3 separate regions of the Mus musculus genome follow, and all the other regions are linked to region 2. Evidence: chromatin contacts called from public Hi-C and Micro-C data. All regions are on one chromosome and are shown on one strand. Each heading gives the region's core, a stretch centred on a gene start, on an enhancer-like site or on the middle of the called end of the contact. The rest is flanking DNA. Distances are from core to core; before and after follow the strand shown.

Region 1 (2,979 bases), core at 290-2,789, 160 kb after region 2:
GTGTGTGTGTGCATGTAAATATTAGAGAAAAGCAAATACAACCTAGCTTACAACTTTGGTCAGAAGGGTATCTATGACAGTAAGTTGGTCTGCGTACTAAAGAAAATGATCACAGTTTTTCTTTGAAGGCCTGAATATATTGTACAGAATAAGGTATATGACTCTTCAGTTAGAGATTACTCTCAGCATCAACAACTCCAGATGCTATTTTGTATTTATTAACAAATAGAATATGGTTTGTTGATAGAATATACTTAATTCATATTTTATTGAATATTAATGTTTAGCTTTAAACACTGAAAGAGATTGGTCTGAAGAAATAACCAAATTGCCTTTGAAGTCATAGTTTTTCTTACAAGGGTGATTTCTAGTTAGGACTCATTAAACATAAAATTAAAAAATCCACTCTGCATTGATGACACATACTTAATAAAAACCAGGAAGATATAAATGGATGGATATGTATATAATTTTAGTGTTCTGTTTGTTGGTTTGTTTGTTTGATTGTTTTTTGTTTTATTTTTTGTTTTCATTTCCTTCCTGGCACCCTCATTTTCTAAGGCAGGTGTTTGTCTTTAAGTTTTGTTGCTTCTTGGAATTCTGAGAGGAGATAAACTGAATGTTAGTCCATGTTCTTAATACTGCGGTTGGCTATTTTCCAACGGTCTTTGCTGCAGAATTATATCTGTTATGTCTTTTGGTCTTGCATAGAGTAGTGATCAGCCTGTAAGACTCTCCTGTCTAAGTGCATCATTTCATATAAAACACAACTGGCAAAAACAAAAGGTTAGCTGGTTTCATGGCTAGGTCAAGGCATGTGTGTTGCCAATAAAGGAGCAGTCTTTAACATCTGGTGTGAGGGGCTGTTGAGAGCGTTCACTGGCTAAGAGCACAGGCTGCTCCTGCAGCGGACTCTTGTTTAGCTCTGGGCCCCCACAGGATGGCTAACAATAGTCTATAATTCTAGTTCCCAGGGATGTGATCTCTCTTCTTACATCTTTGGGCATTGCACATATGTGTGGCACAGATAAATATGCAAGCAAAGAACACATATATGTAAAATGAATAAATAAATCTTTTCAAAGAAAGACTGGAGGGAGCAAAAGCCAGCAGGAACACATTAAGTTGTACCACTAAACTAAATTAGAGATTTTGAAAATCTCCATTGGTCTTCACTCTGGTTAAAGAATGACTCATTGGTAAAGAACTTGATGAATTTAAAAAAAAACTTCACCTTGGCAGACATCCTAAATTCTCCCCTGGACTGCTATGTATACATATTTAGCCCTTGTAACTAACATCCTTTATTTGGATTTCGAGATTTCAAAACATCGTTTTTCCAGTCTACGTGCTAAGTTTTGAATTATGTTCTGACATTTGGTTTCTTGTCATTTATAACGTATTTTATGACAATCCTTGAGATTAAATTTGGAGTCTGAAAATCAGTGTGATTGGAACTTACCTGTGGATATTAGAGAGAGCTGGGTAATTTGAACTTGGCTGTGAGGGCTGAGACGAAGAGTACATGGTGGATGGGGTGAGATAGAGAGGAATCCTAACAAGTATTAGTGAGTAACCTAGGCTTTTTCCCCCAATAGAGCTATGTTTAATACAGAGACACAGTTGTCACTATTAATTTCTCTTTATGAGGCATTTCAATGATGCTGTAGTTTAAAAATAATAACCAACATTGTTATTCTCAGGTATGTGAGCAGTAAAGCTGACATTTTAGCCTTCTGGCTATTGCTCAAGACATTACCTAATACATTACCTCATAATGATGACTAGAGAAGAACATTTTCAAAAGCACAGTCATAAAGTGCTTTGATAAAGCCACCCCAGGTCTTGTGGCCAAACATAGATGCCAAAACCCCCTAAAATGAGTTAGGGGTGATAGCTGTCTCTGCCCACTCTCAGAGAGACCATTTGCCCTTTCAGGGGTCTGTTTCACGTTGGAACAGAACTGCCGGCACTTACACAATATGACATAAATTGTGACAATTTATCTTTTCCAGAGCGGGAAGGAGGGGCAGCCTATGAGTAGCCATAACATACAAGACTCTGTCTTCCTCTTCATATTTATGCTAGGGGAAAATTATAAGCCAATAAAACTTTGTCCGTCGAGTTCTTATCCCTTAGGAGGCAGAGTTGGGGTACATGAGCCCAGCATGCAGTGACTTAACAAGACACCAGTATGACACTATGCATTGCTTGCAACGCTGCCAGAATCTGATAGAACTGCCCCAGGAGGGGCTAAGTAAGTAACTGTAGCCAGCAATGGATGACTGTGGGGCTCATTTTCCATTTTTACTTAGTGAGTAAAAACTGTATCTTCCTCATTCCTAAGACATCAGCACCTCAATTGGCTTGGCTTTCTCCTTCTTATTCCATATGTTACACATCTGTCCCTGCCATTTTCGATCCAGATTTCTAGAAACATCCTCAAAGATGGTGGATCTTGACTCTATTTGCATATTAACATTAAATAAAGAGGTTTAAAAAGAATGCCAACACCTACCTCTCACAGTCTGGAACTTTCAATTCAAATAGCCAAGGCTTTCGTGAGCAAAATACTCACCAGCTAATTCTAATACTTGTGCAAGGTTAACAACACTGACATAGGAAGTTCAGCCTTTTCTGAACAAATAATACGTAGCTAGTAATGTTTCTGAGTCAGAGAGTGTTTGAGAAAGATAAAGCTGGTGACATTTTGCAGAATGCAAGGTAAAAGAACAAGGCTGCATGCATAGCTCAAGGGCTCATCCGTTCCATCCATATTCAAAGGCTGATCATTCATGGTAGCTGGAGGGTCAAGCGAGGTATAATGACTCTGTTCACAATCACAGCTTAAACCCTATTGAATATTATGTTTAAATGCCATTTTAAATTGTCTTCTATGGTAAATTGCAAAGCTCACAGGCACTGGTGGCTGAGGAGTGTCTCCAATGGGCATTTATTTACAGCCACAGTGGATTCAGA
Region 2 (2,949 bases), core at 7-2,506:
GTCAAAGTCAAGGGCAAAGGTGAAACTGAGACTCCCTTATCCTGTCTATTCCAGTTGGTTTTAGGACAATCTGTTATTTATATTTTTGTTACTATCTAATAGAGAAGCATATATGAAAGGTTACATGTCATTTTCTTAAAGATAAGATGAAATTCTCACATCATTGTCTTGAGAGGTTAACATGGATTTCATGTTACCCTACCTTAAGACTGCTTTCTGCTTAAGTATCTAGAGGTAAGGGAAGACACATCAGGAGTCAGATTGCCATCCCCTGAGCTGGATTAAATTCTAACTACATAGAGTTTACATTTTTAAAAGTCCAGTTCCTTGGTTCCTAAGATGTCCTGTGATTGTGTGTTCTCTTGCTCAGAGATGCAATCCCTTCCACTATGCCTGAGAACATGGGGTCACACTCAGCAGTCACAACATCTAGAAATGTATTGATCCTACTAAAATAGACGCTTACTGTTGTTTGCTTGGCTGCTGGTCCCGGAGGTAAGAGCAGAGGATGGGCACTCATTGCTAAACAGAAAAAACAGAGTTCAGTGCTGGGAAGGAAGGGGTCACTCAAAGGCACAGGGTGTGCATGGGGTGTATGTGTGGGAGGTGTTTGGGAGGTGGGGGCTGGGGACGGGTCATTTGGGGAATTATTGCTCACTGCCCAGGTTGCCTGTAAATTGATGTTTGTTAGATACTGTGTTGAAATGGAAAACCCACAAATGGTTTCGCCAAGTCTCTGTAGTATTAACAACTCTCATTGGCCACAAGCCACTTGACTTTAATGGATTATCTGTCTTGGACTGTTGGGAAAAATGTCCCACCCTCCCCTCTCCGACTTACCATCACTTGTTCCTTGGAGTTCTTGTTACGGAGTGATCATTTGTTTCTGTTCCAGATTTGTGAACAGTCCTTAATTCACCAGAATCCAATCTAACGCCATTTAAGAAGCAGCATTCCATGTTAGGCAGGTGAAGTGCCAGCTCCTAGAGGCACAGAGATAATAATCTAGGCCATTTTACCACCCAGTGCAATAGCATCTGGGCAACGCAGACTAATCAAAAACCAGCTACAGTAAGCAGCATGACCCACCGGCTTCAGCCCTACGGAGATCCTCCCTGCCCTGCGCTCCTTGTTGTGTTTCATCCTCTCTCTGTCGCACAGCACTTGCCGATCACGTGGGAGTGGGTGTGATGCAGATGTTCTGTGATGTCACATAGCCCAATAAAGAGGCAGGGGTGCTTTGTAGCTTCCAGAAGGATTCCTAGGAGGAACTGACAAGTGGTGCTCTAAAGCCCAACCAACTCCATTTTTTAAAGAAGAAGCTCCAGTTTGTACGAGGCCTGACTCCAATTCCAGGATGAAAGCCATGAAGACCACTTGTGCGAACATCATACGGCAACTGCCCGGACTCCTGGACCCTACCCCTAGCAACGGCCAGTCAGGCTACACTGGCAGGGCCAAGGTACATATAACCTAAGACATCCTGCAGAAAATAGAAAATCTGGCCATCCTGTTTGTCAGGTGGTTTTGCCCCTGTATCTGGTTCCTACAGATTACGTCAGAAATGCAGTTTTAAAAATATTAACTTGCTGACCCGTATGGAAACTCGCCAAGCTTGTTGTAACCACTCATTTCTGAGCCATTGTCATGGTGCAGGTGAGAGTCCTTGCTCGCATTAAAGACCCTGTATGTTTGCATCGGAATTGACTCCTTGGTAGTCTTTGGGGTCCCTGAGACTTGGGCATAACAGTGCTAAGATAACGTAGTACAGACAGAAGCCTTGAGCATGCCATCAAATAAACTTCTTTCTTTACAAAGGAGACACTTTGAAGTGAAGCAGCATTCAGTCCTCCTAGTGAAACAGCAACGTACAATATAGTACGTCCAGAACTCCTTTTGTCATCTCCATTGCCTGTGCTTAGAACTGAAAGGCAGATTCTGTTGTGGTGTTTTGTTTTGTTTTGTTTTTTTCCCCTGCTTCTATTTGCTATCAGTTGAGAATATTATAATGTGGAGGTTGGGGCAGAGGAGAGGTGGGGGCATCTGGGGGTTAGCCTGGCTGAAGAGGAGGGTAGATTTCTGTTTGAAGAGTTTTCCCTTTTGAAAATATCCTAGGATTTCCATGCTGTTGTTTTGTTCTCACTTTGACACTGTTTATTTTTTTTCTTTTTTTGACTTTCCAAATTGTTAACTTTATTTAAATTGAAAAATATTTCTTAAAACTGCATATAGCATCAAGATCATTGATGAAAATCACCAGTATTTGTAAGGCAGAAACATTTATAGTAACAAAACTAGGGCGGGGGTGTTTTGCTGACATTGTCTGGGTACCACGAGCATGCACTGCCTGTGGAGGCCAGCAGAGGGCGCAGAATACCCTGAAACTGGAGCTGCAGAGACTTCTGCTGAGAATCCAACCAAGGTCCTCTAGGAGAGCAGCCAGTGATCTTAACAGCCCAGCCATCTCTCCAGCCCCTACTCCTGTCACTTTTTCAGAGACAATGCTTAAATTATAAAAGGGTGGAAATGATGTAACAAAAATATATGTATTTGTAAGTAAACTGTATTTAGTTTTCCTCTGTTGGCGAGGTGGTTAGAATCGATTTAGAAACAAATCCACAGGGCTACTTTTCTCTGTGGTGACTTGCAAGGGGAGAACAAAAACAACACAGTATTCTTTGGGGTCACCCTCCAAGCATTAAGGTGGAAGAGGGTCAAACCAAGCCACCATGTTCACAGCCAGCTGGTGCCCTCTGGATTTCTGTAAGTGGATCCACGCGGTTCACCTCTGACTCCAGATTCTCCCTGTTGAGTTTGGTTCCCTCAGGCCTCAAGGCTGCTCCTTTGTCTCTACCCTGGCTCCCAGGCACATGCTGAGCTCTTCAGCCTTCATTTTCTCTGCAGTTTTCCTTGCCTTCATTTACAGGAAGCAGCTGGGGGTGGAGGTCG
Region 3 (3,211 bases), core at 437-2,936, 130 kb after region 2:
ACATATGAATTTGGGGAGCTTACTTGCCTTGAGGGGAAAGATCCGTGGAATAACTATTAGCACCCTTGAAAATATTGCTCCCATGCCTCATTATGCCACCTAGATTTCCATCCTGTCACATTCGATGAGGTTTGTGCAAGCCAGTGATGCTAGGCCTGTCAGCCTGATAGTCTAATTTAGAATGACTCTCATGGCACCATTTGTAAAGCTTCCTGCAAAGCAATGAAGGGAGCCTTGGCAGGTGTTCTTTCTAACTCCATTTGTTGAGGATATTTTACGATTTTGGTGTGAACAGTGCTGTGCTCATGATGTGAAGGTCCATCTAGGCATCCTTGCTGCTATTCATGATTTTAAAACAACAGCCACGGAAACATCAAAAAGCCCAAGCTGAGCACAAGAAGTTGCATCTAACTCAGCTGGTAGAAAGTCGTGTTGTTTACCATGCATTCAAGTTCATTACCTTAGTTGTGATTTGCTGCAATCAGCTAAATCCACTCTGTTAATTCTCTTACTTTTCAGTAAGATTCTAATTGCATATAGCAGGCTGTCTTTTGAGCCCTGGGTGAGCTGGCCATCTTAGTTAGAGAAAGTGTGTATTGTTCAGAGATCAAACAGCAACTACCTTGTTACATCTGCATACTTGGTTGTTTTCCAAGGAGTTCCTGGAACTCCCAGTATCTTTCTGGTACCAGAGTGTGCAGACCTTAGAAATCATCCCTAGGTTTGTTTCACCCTTGGTTTGAGGGCACAATCAGTGATAGTCAAAGAAGGAAGACACAGGCATTGAAGCTTCTAAGTGAATAAAAGACTACAGCACAGTGATGCTGTTCTAGGAGACATTATCAGGCAGTAGCAATCCTCAACTATGGGAATCCTTGCAGCCCAAGGGGACACAGAGGATAATTTCCATATAAAGGAAGCAGATGAGTCACTACCCTTCCTTCTGCCTCCAGAAAATGCCTATGTTCTTCCATAGCTCCAAGCCATTCTTTCCCAGAAAGCTTTAGGGATGGCACAGCTGAACTTCTTGTGTTTAGTGGGCTAATTTCCCCCCACTCTCGGGCAGGTGTAATGTTTATTGTCCATAGACATTGTGCATCTTTGTAGAGAGCCTGATGGGATCCCAGTAGAATGACGCGAGAGGAAGAACAAAGATAACAGAGAGCCTCGGTATAGCCTCTGGTCCTACTTCCAAATTATTTCGGGAATGATCTCTTCCTCTTCCTGTAGCTCTCAATGTGCGTCCTTGTATTCCCACTGCACACCAACATTTCAGGCTCTGTGTGTCCCCTCCCCATGCATTTCTCTCCCTAGACAGACAAGAATAATTATTTCTCTTCTCATTTTCCTCTTCCTATGGCCTCTCTGTGAGCATCATTAGGTTACACTATTACATTCCAAGAGCTATGCACTTGATTTAGGTGAATTTGCTAGAAACAGCGCTAACCCTGCTTGATTGAAGAGAAACCTCACATTTGCTCTCTTGCTTTCCCTCCCTGGATTTCTCCCTCTAGTTGAGTACAAAGAATCTGCAATCTGCTTTCAGTCAACACTGCTGACACATCAAAGAAATATGACTTTAATTTTTTTTTCTAAGAAAAAATGAATCATGTAGTGTTCCCCGTACAGACAGTACCCTCCTCTGTTAGATGGCTGTGTAATCTAAAATCCTGGGTCCCATTTTTTTATGCCAGCAATGGTCAAATGATTGAGACTGCAGTGCAGAGCGCCACCACACCAGGACATGACCTCATCTGCTCTGAGAAACGGAGTGGGGTTGAGCTGGGTCAGTGTTTGCGGGAGCATGTTTCCGGTGAGAGCTGAGAAAATCTCAGGAAGGGACAACAATTTCTCATTCTGTTCAACAGCCGTCTTTGATGAGAACACTTGAGTTGAAAATTCAAACTAATGATAAGCTTATTATTATCACAGGAAAACCACTCAGTAGAAAACAGTTCCATCTTTTTATGAATAAGCAACAAGACACAACAACTATTTTTTTAAAAAAGAAGAAGAAGGTTCATTCATAGTTCATTTTAATGTCAGGAAGTGAAAATAAGTGAATCCATTTTTTTTTCTCCCCAAATGAATAATTACTAAGGATGGGTGGTTACAAGCAGAACATTTTCAGCTTTTTTTTTTGTACTGCTCTAGTCGTCTTTTCTATGATTCATCTGTCATTTTTTTAAAGACCTTCAATAGTCTTGTGAATCATCTACATACCTGTTTCCAAAGACTACCAGAGAAATGCAGAGCACTTGCTGATCAAGGTTCACAAACCAGAGAGCCAGCCGCACTTAGGATCCAGAATATCTCACCAAACAAAGCAGCACGTTCTCCAGTCACTCAGATGAGCCAGGGCCTTTTGTCACGTTGTGCTGAGGCAGAGGAGGCAGTTTGGAAGATAAATAATGAGAAATAGCACTTAGGGCTGGATTTTGTAATTATGTTCTGCCCACTAAAGGTTCCTATAAGCATCACCAGGCCTTGACTCTTTCAGCTTCTCATGACTCATGGCTGCGATACAGCCCACTGTGAGGGAGCTGTAATCCGAAAGCCAGGAGAACAATCTCCCTTGAGTGTATGTGCAGGTGGACGAGCCAGGGGTGGGTGTCTGAGTCTGTTTCTGTGACAGCAGGACTTCTGCAGGTTTGTTTCAGCTGCCAAAGAAACGACTCTGCTGAATATGAATTAGGCTGTGCTTTACCTCTTGTCCTTGGAGGTATCTCTATCAACACCACACACACACACACACACACACACACACACACACACACACAGAGAGAGAGAGAGAGAGAGAGAGAGAGAGAGAGAGAGAGAGAGAGAGAGAGAGAGAGAGAGCCCACCCAGCTATGCTCTCAAATAAGGCAGGTAGTTGCATTTTCTGGAATCAACACTGAGCAAAGAAACATTCTAGAGCATGTATGCTGTGTGTGGAGGATAGCAGAGAAAATAAGGAACAAAGAATGTGTATTATAAACCCAAGGAAATAGATGGAATAGGTGACTTAATGAGAAAAAATAAAATAAAAAGAAAAGCAACTAATACAAGCTACTAAAATGGACAGTGAATTATACCTGTAAAAATATGAATTGAGTAAGTGACCCTGGACATTCTCATGCAAAGAAAAAGGACGTGAAAGAAGAAATAAAGTTGACAACTGGGAAAACTGCAGGTAAAATATTAGGTCCCTGGCACATCTTAGGAGAGA

Evidence for each region. A called contact is a pair of places that touch in the nucleus more often than the background predicts.
Region 1: a Hi-C map of embryonic fibroblasts shows a contact between it and region 2, with 2.9 times the contacts expected there. The contact joins the enhancer-like site here to the promoter of 1700057H21Rik in region 2. A contact is called at or near these places in 6 of 484 Hi-C or Micro-C datasets (the HL-1 cell line, adipose-derived mesenchymal stem cells, embryonic fibroblasts and 2 more) and 1 of 9 other capture datasets (embryonic stem cells).
Region 3: a Micro-C map of granulosa cells shows a contact between it and region 2, with 2.6 times the contacts expected there. The contact joins the enhancer-like site here to the promoter of 1700057H21Rik in region 2. A contact is called at or near these places in 12 of 484 Hi-C or Micro-C datasets (3T3-L1-derived adipocytes, the HL-1 cell line, adipose-derived mesenchymal stem cells and 6 more), 1 of 115 datasets of contacts at active chromatin or transcription factors (bone marrow-derived dendritic cells) and 1 of 9 other capture datasets (embryonic stem cells).

The regions. Positions count from the first base shown.
Region 1 is chr2:51,277,806-51,280,784 of GRCm38.p6, reverse strand. All of the region lies in intron 1 of Gm13497 (predicted gene 13497), which reads right to left. Among named protein-coding and RNA genes, the nearest start is that of Gm13497, 37 kb to the right of the region's middle. Within about 2 kb of position 1,539, at least 35 of the 459 cell types and tissues checked have an H3K27ac peak or open chromatin away from gene starts, as enhancers often do. A contact at or near this core is called in the HL-1 cell line and embryonic fibroblasts, where this site is marked.
Region 2 is chr2:51,436,207-51,439,155 of GRCm38.p6, reverse strand. It overlaps 1700057H21Rik (RIKEN cDNA 1700057H21 gene), which reads left to right and starts at 1,256. Exons shown (of 3, transcript NR_130155.1): 1 at 1,256-1,462; 2 at 2,927-2,949. Gm32434 (a long non-coding RNA gene) reads right to left here and starts at 1,164. Exons shown (of 5, transcript XR_374359.3): 1 at 1,090-1,164; 2 at 841-983; 3 at 467-522.
Region 3 is chr2:51,304,151-51,307,361 of GRCm38.p6, reverse strand. No RefSeq gene overlaps it. Among named protein-coding and RNA genes, the nearest start is that of Gm13497, 64 kb to the right of the region's middle. Within about 2 kb of position 1,686, at least 64 of the 459 cell types and tissues checked have an H3K27ac peak or open chromatin away from gene starts, as enhancers often do. A contact at or near this core is called in adipose-derived mesenchymal stem cells, embryonic fibroblasts, granulosa cells and 1 more, where this site is marked.